Regions from separate parts of the Canis lupus genome. Here region 2 is linked to region 1. The links are chromatin contacts, called in public Hi-C maps. All regions are on one chromosome and are shown on one strand. Each heading gives the region's core, a stretch centred on a gene start, on an enhancer-like site or on the middle of the called end of the contact. The rest is flanking DNA. Distances are from core to core; before and after follow the strand shown.

Region 1 (4,205 bases), core at 978-3,477:
GACAAGGCAAGGGAACAGTTACAGAAGCCAGCAAGAGCCACAGGCAAGAGAAAGGGGTCCCTCACAGATGTTGTGGCCTTCGGTATAGAAATGTAGCCACTGTTGGGCCACAGGAGGCAGAAGGGAGCCAAGGGAATTAATACCAATTTCTCTCTCCTCCCATCTTCTGATCTTGTGCCAGTGCCTCTCACAGGGAAACCCAGCTGGAAGGCTGAGTAGGGCAGAGAAGCATAGAAAGTGAATCTGGAGGGACAGGGAGAGTGCTGGCACATTGTAGAATGGTGAGATCAGTATTTCCTACCATGTAGTGACTTCTGCCACAGAAAAAGGCAGAGGATAAAGTGCAAGTGCTAATGCAGATAGATTCTTTTTTAATAAATATTCTTAATTTATTAAGATATTTTTTCCTTTTTACTGTGGTCAAATATACATAACATGAAATTTAACATTTTAACTATTTTTTTAAATATTTTATTTATTTTTGAGAGATTTACTTATTTTTTCACACCTGTGCATGTTGGGGAGGGGCAGAGAGAGAGAATCTTCAAGCAGACTTCACCCTGAGCACAGAGCTCAGTCTCACAACCCATGAGATCATGACCTGAGCTGAAACCAAGAGTCAGAGGCTTACCCAACTGAGCCACCCAGGCATCCCCATTTTAACCATTTTAAGTACACAATTCAGAAACATTAAGTACATACATTCATATTGTTGTGCAACTATCACTACCATCCATCTACAGAACTTTTTCATCTTCTTCGACTAAGACTCTGCACATATTAAATAATATCTCCTCATTCTCCCCTTCTCCCATTCCTGGCAACCAACATTCTACTTTCCATCTCTGTGAATCTGATTACTGCAAGTACCTCACCTAAGCAAATCATATAATATTTGTCCTCTAAGTGATATTGACCATAATTTCTTTTTTAAAAAAATATTTTTTAAATTTATTCATGAGAGACACAGTGAAAGTGGCAGAGACATAGGGAGAGAGAGAAGCAGACTCCCTTCAGGGAGCCCTGTGGAACTCAATCCAAGGACCCCAGGATCACGATCTAAACCAAGGGCAGATGCTCAACCACTGAGCCACCCAAGCACCCCTGTTGAGCATATTTTCATGTAATTTTTGGCCATTTAAATGTCTTCATTGGAAAAATCTATTTGAGTCCTTTGCCTATTTTTTTCTAGCTTTATTGAGGTATAATTAATATTGAAAAACTATATATAGTTTATGTACATAATTTGGTGACTTTGCTCAGTTTTTTGTTATTGAGTTGTAGGAGTTCTTTATGTACTGTGAATAATAATCCCTTAGCAAATGCATGATTTGCAAAACCTTCTCACAATCTGTGAGTTGCCTTTTTACTCCATTGATAATATATTTTGATGCACAAAAGTTTTTAATTTTGATAATGCCCAATTTATGTATTTTTTTCTTTTACTGCCTGTGATTCTGCTGTCATATCCAGGAAATCATTGCCAATTCCAATGTTGATTTTTTTTTAATAAAAAAAAAAGAAGCCAAAAGTCATCCCTTTTGATGAAGATTTGGGCCATGATGCTAGCTAGGACTTATGTCAAGAATTAAGATGGAGGGGACACCTGGGTGGCTCAGTGGTTGGGCATCCGCCTTTGGCTCAGGATGTGATCCCGGGGTTCCCAAATCGAGTCCCACATCTGGCTCCTGCAAAGAGCCTACTTCTCCCTCTGCCTGTGTCTCTGCCTCTCTCTCTCTCTGTGTCTCTCATGAATAAATAAATAAATCTTAAAAAAAAAAAATGAAGTTGGAGGGGCTCCTGGGTGGCTCAGTCAATCATCTGACTCTTGATATCAGTTCAGGTCATGATCTCATGGTTGTGGAATTAAGCCCCAAGTCAGGCTCTGTGCTCAGCATGGAGTCTGCTTGTTTCTCTCCCTTTGCTCCCCTTCTCCCCATTCTCATTCCCTCTAACTACCTCTAAAACAAATAAATAAAAATCTCTAAAAAAAAAAAAAAAAAGAACAAAGATGGAAGCAGATACAGCAAGCCCCTTTCCTACTGCAAACGATGTTAGATAAAAAGGAAACCCTTCACCCTAAAAAGTTTAAATACTTGATCAATCAAAAGACAGAAAGAGAAATATCTGGATGCCAAAAACAAAAAGGGAACCAAAGCTGTAACAGCACACCAGAGTTGAGGCCATGCAACCCAGGGCTGCAACCGAGAACAGGAACTGAGTCTTTAGCTAAAAGAGACAACTACCAAAGAGTCGTACCATCCCTGACAGAGACTGAAAACTCAGCTTACCATCCTAGACAACACTCAGAATGAGCCCCAGGATCTCTCATCAGAGAGAAATCAGAGCACCACACCTATACTTTCTGAAGTCATGGTGCTCAAACCCAAACTGCTCCCTGGTACCAAATCCCCAGGCTAAGAAACTAAAAAGTGCTCCAGAGCAGTAAGCACCATAAAACCCTACACACATGCAAACTAGGGATCCCTGGGTGGCTCAGCAGTTTAGCACCTGCCTTCAGCCCAGGGCATGATCCTGGAGTCCCTGATAGAGTCCCATATTGGGCTCCCTGCATGGAGCCTACTTCTTTCTCTGCCTCTGCCTCTCTCTTTCTCTCTGTGTCTCTCATGAATAAATAAATAAATCTTTTTTAAAAAATGCAAACTAGCCCATGAAGACAACGCAGCTACTTGGAGGATTTCTACAGAAGAGAAATCCTGCTAAAAATGGACTCAAGACAAACATTACATTGCACATGAGATACCCCTAGTTTATGCAACAAAGGAGAGAGACTTTGCACCCAAGTAATGAGAGAGAAAGAAAGTGAGCAATCTGGACAGGACCTTAACATGAGTATGTTTAAAATGTTCAAATACATAAGGGTGCCTTGGTGGCTCAGTCAGTTATGTGACCTACTTTTGATTTCAGCTCAGGTCTCCACCTCAGGATCTCAGGGCCATGAGTTCAAGCCCTGCATTGAGCTGAGCATCCATGCTGAGCATGGAGCCCACTTAAAAAAAAAAAAAAGTTCAAATAAATAAGGCAAGAAATAGGTCACATAAAACAAGAACATGCAGGGAAAAAAGGACCAAAAAGAGCTTCTATAAATGAAATATATAGTCATGCAAATATATAAAGATGGTGAAGCTGGGCATTCCACCAACAATTCATGGCCCAGCTCCAATTTGGGGGGAGAGATTCTTTCCCCCCCTTGACTGCACCTCAAGAAGACCTTGGTGCCTCACTGCCCCACCCACCTCACAACAACCCTATTGTACTGCCCATGAACCTGGTGAGAGATGTACTGGGAATTCAGGTAGAAAGACCGTGAGGACCACACCTATGCTGGGGTAGTGATAGTTCATGCTTTGTTTCTCTGCACTCTCTAATCTCCTAAATCTCCCCCAGCCACTGCTGAAAGCATTCCCACAAAACTGCAGTCAAGAAAGAAACTCTGCTTGTGTCTCTGCCTCTCTCTCTCTGTGTCTCTCATGAATAAATAAATAAAATCTTAAAGAAGAAAGGAAGGAAGGAAGGAAGGAAGGAAGGAAGGAAGGAAGGAAGGAAGGAAGGAAGGAAGGAAGGAAGGAAGGAAGGAAGGAAAACTCTGGGAGGGAAAGGCAAGTCTGCACTGGCTAGGAACTGGGTTCTTAGAAATCTGAGCCCCCTATGAGAATAGGCTGAGGGCAGAGAGAAACAATGGTAATCCAGAGCCAGAGCCCCTCCTCTCTTGGCTGAGAACTTGACCTTCCCAGAGAGAAGTGTTCCTGTTACCAGATTCATATTTTAGGCCCACAGCGGCTTAGTGTGAACACTATCATTAACCATGATCTGCGGAATCACCAGTGCTTCTGGTAGGAATGCAAAAGAAAGCCAATGACATAGGAATGTTGCAAATCCAGTCCATACAGAAATTAACTTCTGTCAGAGGAAGAAAACCCAATGTGAAAGTCGGAGAAGGTGTAAATTAATATCAACGAGGCAACAGGGATTCTTTCACAAATGCTAGTTCACCTGCTCCCCACTTCCTTACCACTAAACTTTCCCAACCCCCTTGCAATCTGGCTTTCTCCTCCCATGGCTCAAATTGCTTTCCCCAGTGTCAGACAAGTCCTTACTGTATTAGCAAACCCAATAGCAGGCTCTCCACCTCCACAGTTCTCAACTCACAGCACCATTGGACACTGGTGACTGCTTCCCTGCCC
Region 2 (4,205 bases), core at 916-3,415, 38 kb before region 1:
TTACTAAGATGGGGGGGGGGGGGTTGATGAGAAGTAGACATGGGGGGAAACTCATGAATTCTGAATTGGATATTGAACTCTAAAGCTGGAAGGTGAAATTCTTTTATTTGTGATATATCACAGAGGATGTCACCAAAGCAGTTGAGTATATAGATATGGAACTCAGAAGAGAGATCTGGTCCAAAGACAGAAATTTAATTATCATTTTCTGACTTAAAGCTACAAGAATAGGGGAAGTGGGTGCTTCCTGCTGGGCTGCTGGCCTGCCGCTCCACTTCCGTCTACTTCCTGGCGGGAAGCGCTTTCCCCACAGGACATCAATGCAAGCCTGAATAAGAAAAACAATTTCTTCTTCCTAAGCCAGGGCATATCAGTTATATAGAAATACCACTTTGGGAAACAGTCTCCAGGAGAGCCTTGATGAGCTCATACAGTCTCAACAGATCACCCCCCAACTTGCCCTTCAAGTTCTACTTCAGTTTGATAAAGCTATAAATTCAGCATTGGCGCAGAGGGTTAGGAACAGAGTCAATTTCAGGGGCTCTCTAAATACAGATTCTGTGATAACGTGTGGGTCTTTGTATTAAACGATGTTGAATTCAGAGAGGTGACAGAACTTATTAAAGTGGATAAAGTGAAAATTGTAACCTGTGATGGTAAAAATACTGCCTCCAATACTACAGAATGAATAGGGGAAAAAATCGCTTTTTTATGCCATCTTCTGTTATTATTCATCGAGTTTTTGAAGAGAAGCATAGAAGAGACTTTTTTTTATTTATTCTAGCATCGCAGAAATGACTACACTGTGCTATATATACTACCAGAATTCCAGTTGAAAGAAGCTTATAACTGTAGCCTCTTGCATTACCTTTTCAGCATGAAGAAACAGTTTTTTTTAATGACAAACATTGTTGCCTTCCTAAGAACATTCTAGAATAAACTCATTTTAAAACTCCAAAAAAAAAAAAACATTTAATAAAGCTACAAGAATAGGTGATATCCTCTTTTCATGCCTCGTGCAGCCATGTCTCATGGTCCCAAGAAACATCTGAAGCATGTAGCAGCTCCAAAGCATTGGATGCTGGATAAACTCACCGGTGTGTTTGCCCCTTGCCCATCTACTTGGCCCATGTAATTCAAACCTGTGTTTCTCAAGGGTCAACTGTACTTGCCCTCCAGAGTTGGCTGTGATCACATACAGAACGATAGATACTGAAATGAACTACAGATTCATTTCTCTTTTTTTTTATTTTTCTATTGGAGTTCAATTTGCCAACACATAGCATAACACCCAGTGCTCATCCCATCAAGTGCCCCCCTCAGTGCCCATCATCCAGTCACACACACACACACACACACACCCGCCCACCTCCCTTTCTACCACCCCTTGTTCCTTTCCCAGAGTTAGGAGTCTCTCATGTTACAGATTCATTTCATGTGTAGTGGATACTCTCCTTCACATCCAGGAGATTTTGCAGATGAAAGCCACATTCTAAGACCTATTTATTGACATTAAAACAATTTCGAGATTCAGATGTATCTTAAAATTGAAATGCATATGTAGCATAGTGCTATCTCTGCGCCCCCCCCCCCCAAAAAAAATGCTGCTTTTTAATCAATGGTTCCTCTTAAAATCACAGTGTCATAGAATAATGGAAGTGAAACACCACCCATCCAGAAAGCATCTGGATTTAAGAATTGTGTAGCACGCTCTGCTCTACAACCCTAGGTGCTGCTGAACCTAAGGGGAGGATCCCCTGTCCATCTGATGTTCCAAGAAAGAACAGAAGATGTTGACTGCTCACTGTCAGCCCAGGGCCAGGACAGCAAAGCGAGGAGGCTCCATTTCCTCTTGCGTAATGATGGGCCCACCGGGGACATTGCAGGCAGTCACCACAAGGTGGCGCACAAGCACCAGGCGTGAAGTTCCATCCGGCCGCTGCAGGGATGTGGTCCTTTTTTTTTTTTTTTTTTTATCACTTTTGTACTCTACTTTATTGCACTTATTAATTTTTCATAAACACATTGCTGCAATTATTAGGGAGGCTGACAGCTGCCCCCCTTCCCCCGCCTCTCCCCCGCCCCGCTATGTGATTAGTTTTTAGAATTATTTTTAAATTTTTTTATTGGAGTTGGATTTCCCAACATATAGTGGTCGTTTGTGATGACCGTTTGGGAGCATCTAACTGGCTATGCTGTGGCTGATCCTACTGAGCCAGGTGAAGACGAAGACTCCGTGGAGCAGCAGCTGGAGGATTTGGGCAGCATGAACAGGGAAAGAAGTGAGGAGTCACTCATTAGAGTAACAATATCTATTGAAAAATAGTGAAACGGAATAAAGGGGAAAGGAGAAAAAAATGAATGGGAAATATCAGAAAGGGAGACAGAACATGAGAGACTCCTAACTCTGGGAAACGAACTAGGGGGGAAGTGGGCAGGGGGTGGGGGTGACTGGGTAACGGGCACTGAGGGGGGCACTTGACGGGATGAGCACCAGGTGTTATTCTATATGTTGGCAAATTGAACACCAATAAAAAATGAATTTATCCAAAGCCAACTATACTTTAAATGTCACCACCCAGAGCAGCCCGGGTGGCTCAGCAATTCAGCGCCGCCTTCAGCCCAGGGCCTGATCCTGGAGACCCGGGATTGAGTCCCACATCAGGCTCCCTGCATGGAGCCTGCTTCTCCCTCTGCCTGTGTCTCTGCCTCTCTCTCTCCTCTCTGTGTTTCTCATGAATAAATAAATAAAATCCTTAAAATAAATAAATAAATAAATAAATAAATAAATAAATAAATAAATAAATTTCCACCACCCAGAAGAGGCCCCATGCCAGCCACCCTGAGGAAAAACATAGGAAGAAAGGAAGGAAAGAACAGAATGGTAACTACGAATAACCTGATCTTCCATTAATGGAGTTGTGCAGTGCAGTGCTAATAGGTAGCTACTCATCTGCTAATGACCACAGCTGTTGACTAGGACTGGCTTCCAATCCTGTCTGCAGCTTACTAAGTGCTAGAAATAAATACCCTGCACCCACCCCATGCTACAAGGACAGGCTCAGGGATGTTCATAAAAAGGGAGGGGCTTGTATTATAAAACCAAATGTCTCTTCAGGCTGAAACTGTAAAGAAAAATGTCTTGGTGTTAGTTCAAGGTGGAAGGCAAGACCCAAAGGGTGCACACAAGTGAAATTTATTTTTAAAAGGGGGGGGAGGAGGTGTGCTGGCAAGCTGTTAGTCAGGAAACGAGGAATCTGGGTTGTTCCAGGAGAGAAGAGAAAGAGTGAGGAGGGGTCCATGAATGGTAGAAGGCTGTATGGAAGGTGATTTAACCCTGCCCAGGACCCCCAAATCCTTAAAAAAAAAAAAAAAAAAAAAAAATCAAGATGCTGTGTAACTGGTTTTTTGGTGGAAATCTGAGAAGAGGCTGAATTATCCATGTCAAGAAGGCTGAAATCCAATGCAGGCATAAGGCAAGAATGTGAGCCCCTCCGAGATGCACCAAAATCACCAGTTTTGAGATTTCTGCTGGCCAAGATTTAGTGTAGGGATAGTTCCAGTTAGTTTTATTGAGTCTTTAGAGTCAACGTGAGTAAGGAATAGACAGAGCTAGGTAGGGAGAGATAGGGAGGGGGCTATGGAATCAGGCTCACAAAACAAAGTCCCAAAAATGCTGAGATGTAAGGAAACCAGAAATAAGGGAACAAACCAGACCACCCTGCCCTAGGTATGGGTAGAAAAGATATTTTTTATGACAGTCGTTTGTGATCAACAAAGAATAACCAGACCCAAAAGGAAGCCATTAAAGATGGTATCACCAGTCCTTACTCAAACCAGGACATCACAAAAATGATAAAGCCACAGGCTCCCTGGTCAGTTTTAAAGACTGTCAGTTTGGGGCTCAAGCTGGCAACGCTGTTGGGACTCTGATGAGGAAACAGAGGACTACCTGAGGACAAAGCACATTGACAAGTCCTTGAAACAGGCAGAGGGACCTTCCTCTACAGACCCAACTGCCTCCTCGATGTTCATACTTTGCAAAGGGCAGAAGGCAATCTTAGCCCAACCCCCAGGAGCCTGTAAGTCTACTTTAACATATAAAAATTCCTTTAGAAATTTCCTGTATCTCTAAACCCCCAAGATATGTGTTGGGAATCATCCCCCAAGCAAATGTCCCACCGACATACATCTGAAGGGTCTCA

Evidence for each region. A called contact is a pair of places that touch in the nucleus more often than the background predicts.
Region 2: a Hi-C map of blood shows a contact between it and region 1, with 1.8 times the contacts expected there. The contact joins the promoter of S100A11 here to the enhancer-like site in region 1. A contact is called at or near these places in 2 of 9 Hi-C or Micro-C datasets (blood and skin fibroblasts).

Annotation. Positions count from the first base shown.
Region 1 is chr17:61,671,938-61,676,142 of UU_Cfam_GSD_1.0, reverse strand. No RefSeq gene overlaps it. Among named protein-coding and RNA genes, the nearest start is that of S100A10, 18 kb to the right of the region's middle. Within about 2 kb of position 2,227, at least 1 of the 20 cell types and tissues checked has an H3K27ac peak or open chromatin away from gene starts, as enhancers often do. A contact at or near this core is called in blood, where this site is marked.
Region 2 is chr17:61,710,138-61,714,342 of UU_Cfam_GSD_1.0, reverse strand. It overlaps S100A11 (protein S100-A11), which reads left to right and starts at 2,165. Exons shown (of 7, transcript XM_038562417.1): 1 at 2,165-2,282. The coding sequence starts at 2,165. It also overlaps the pseudogene LOC100685812.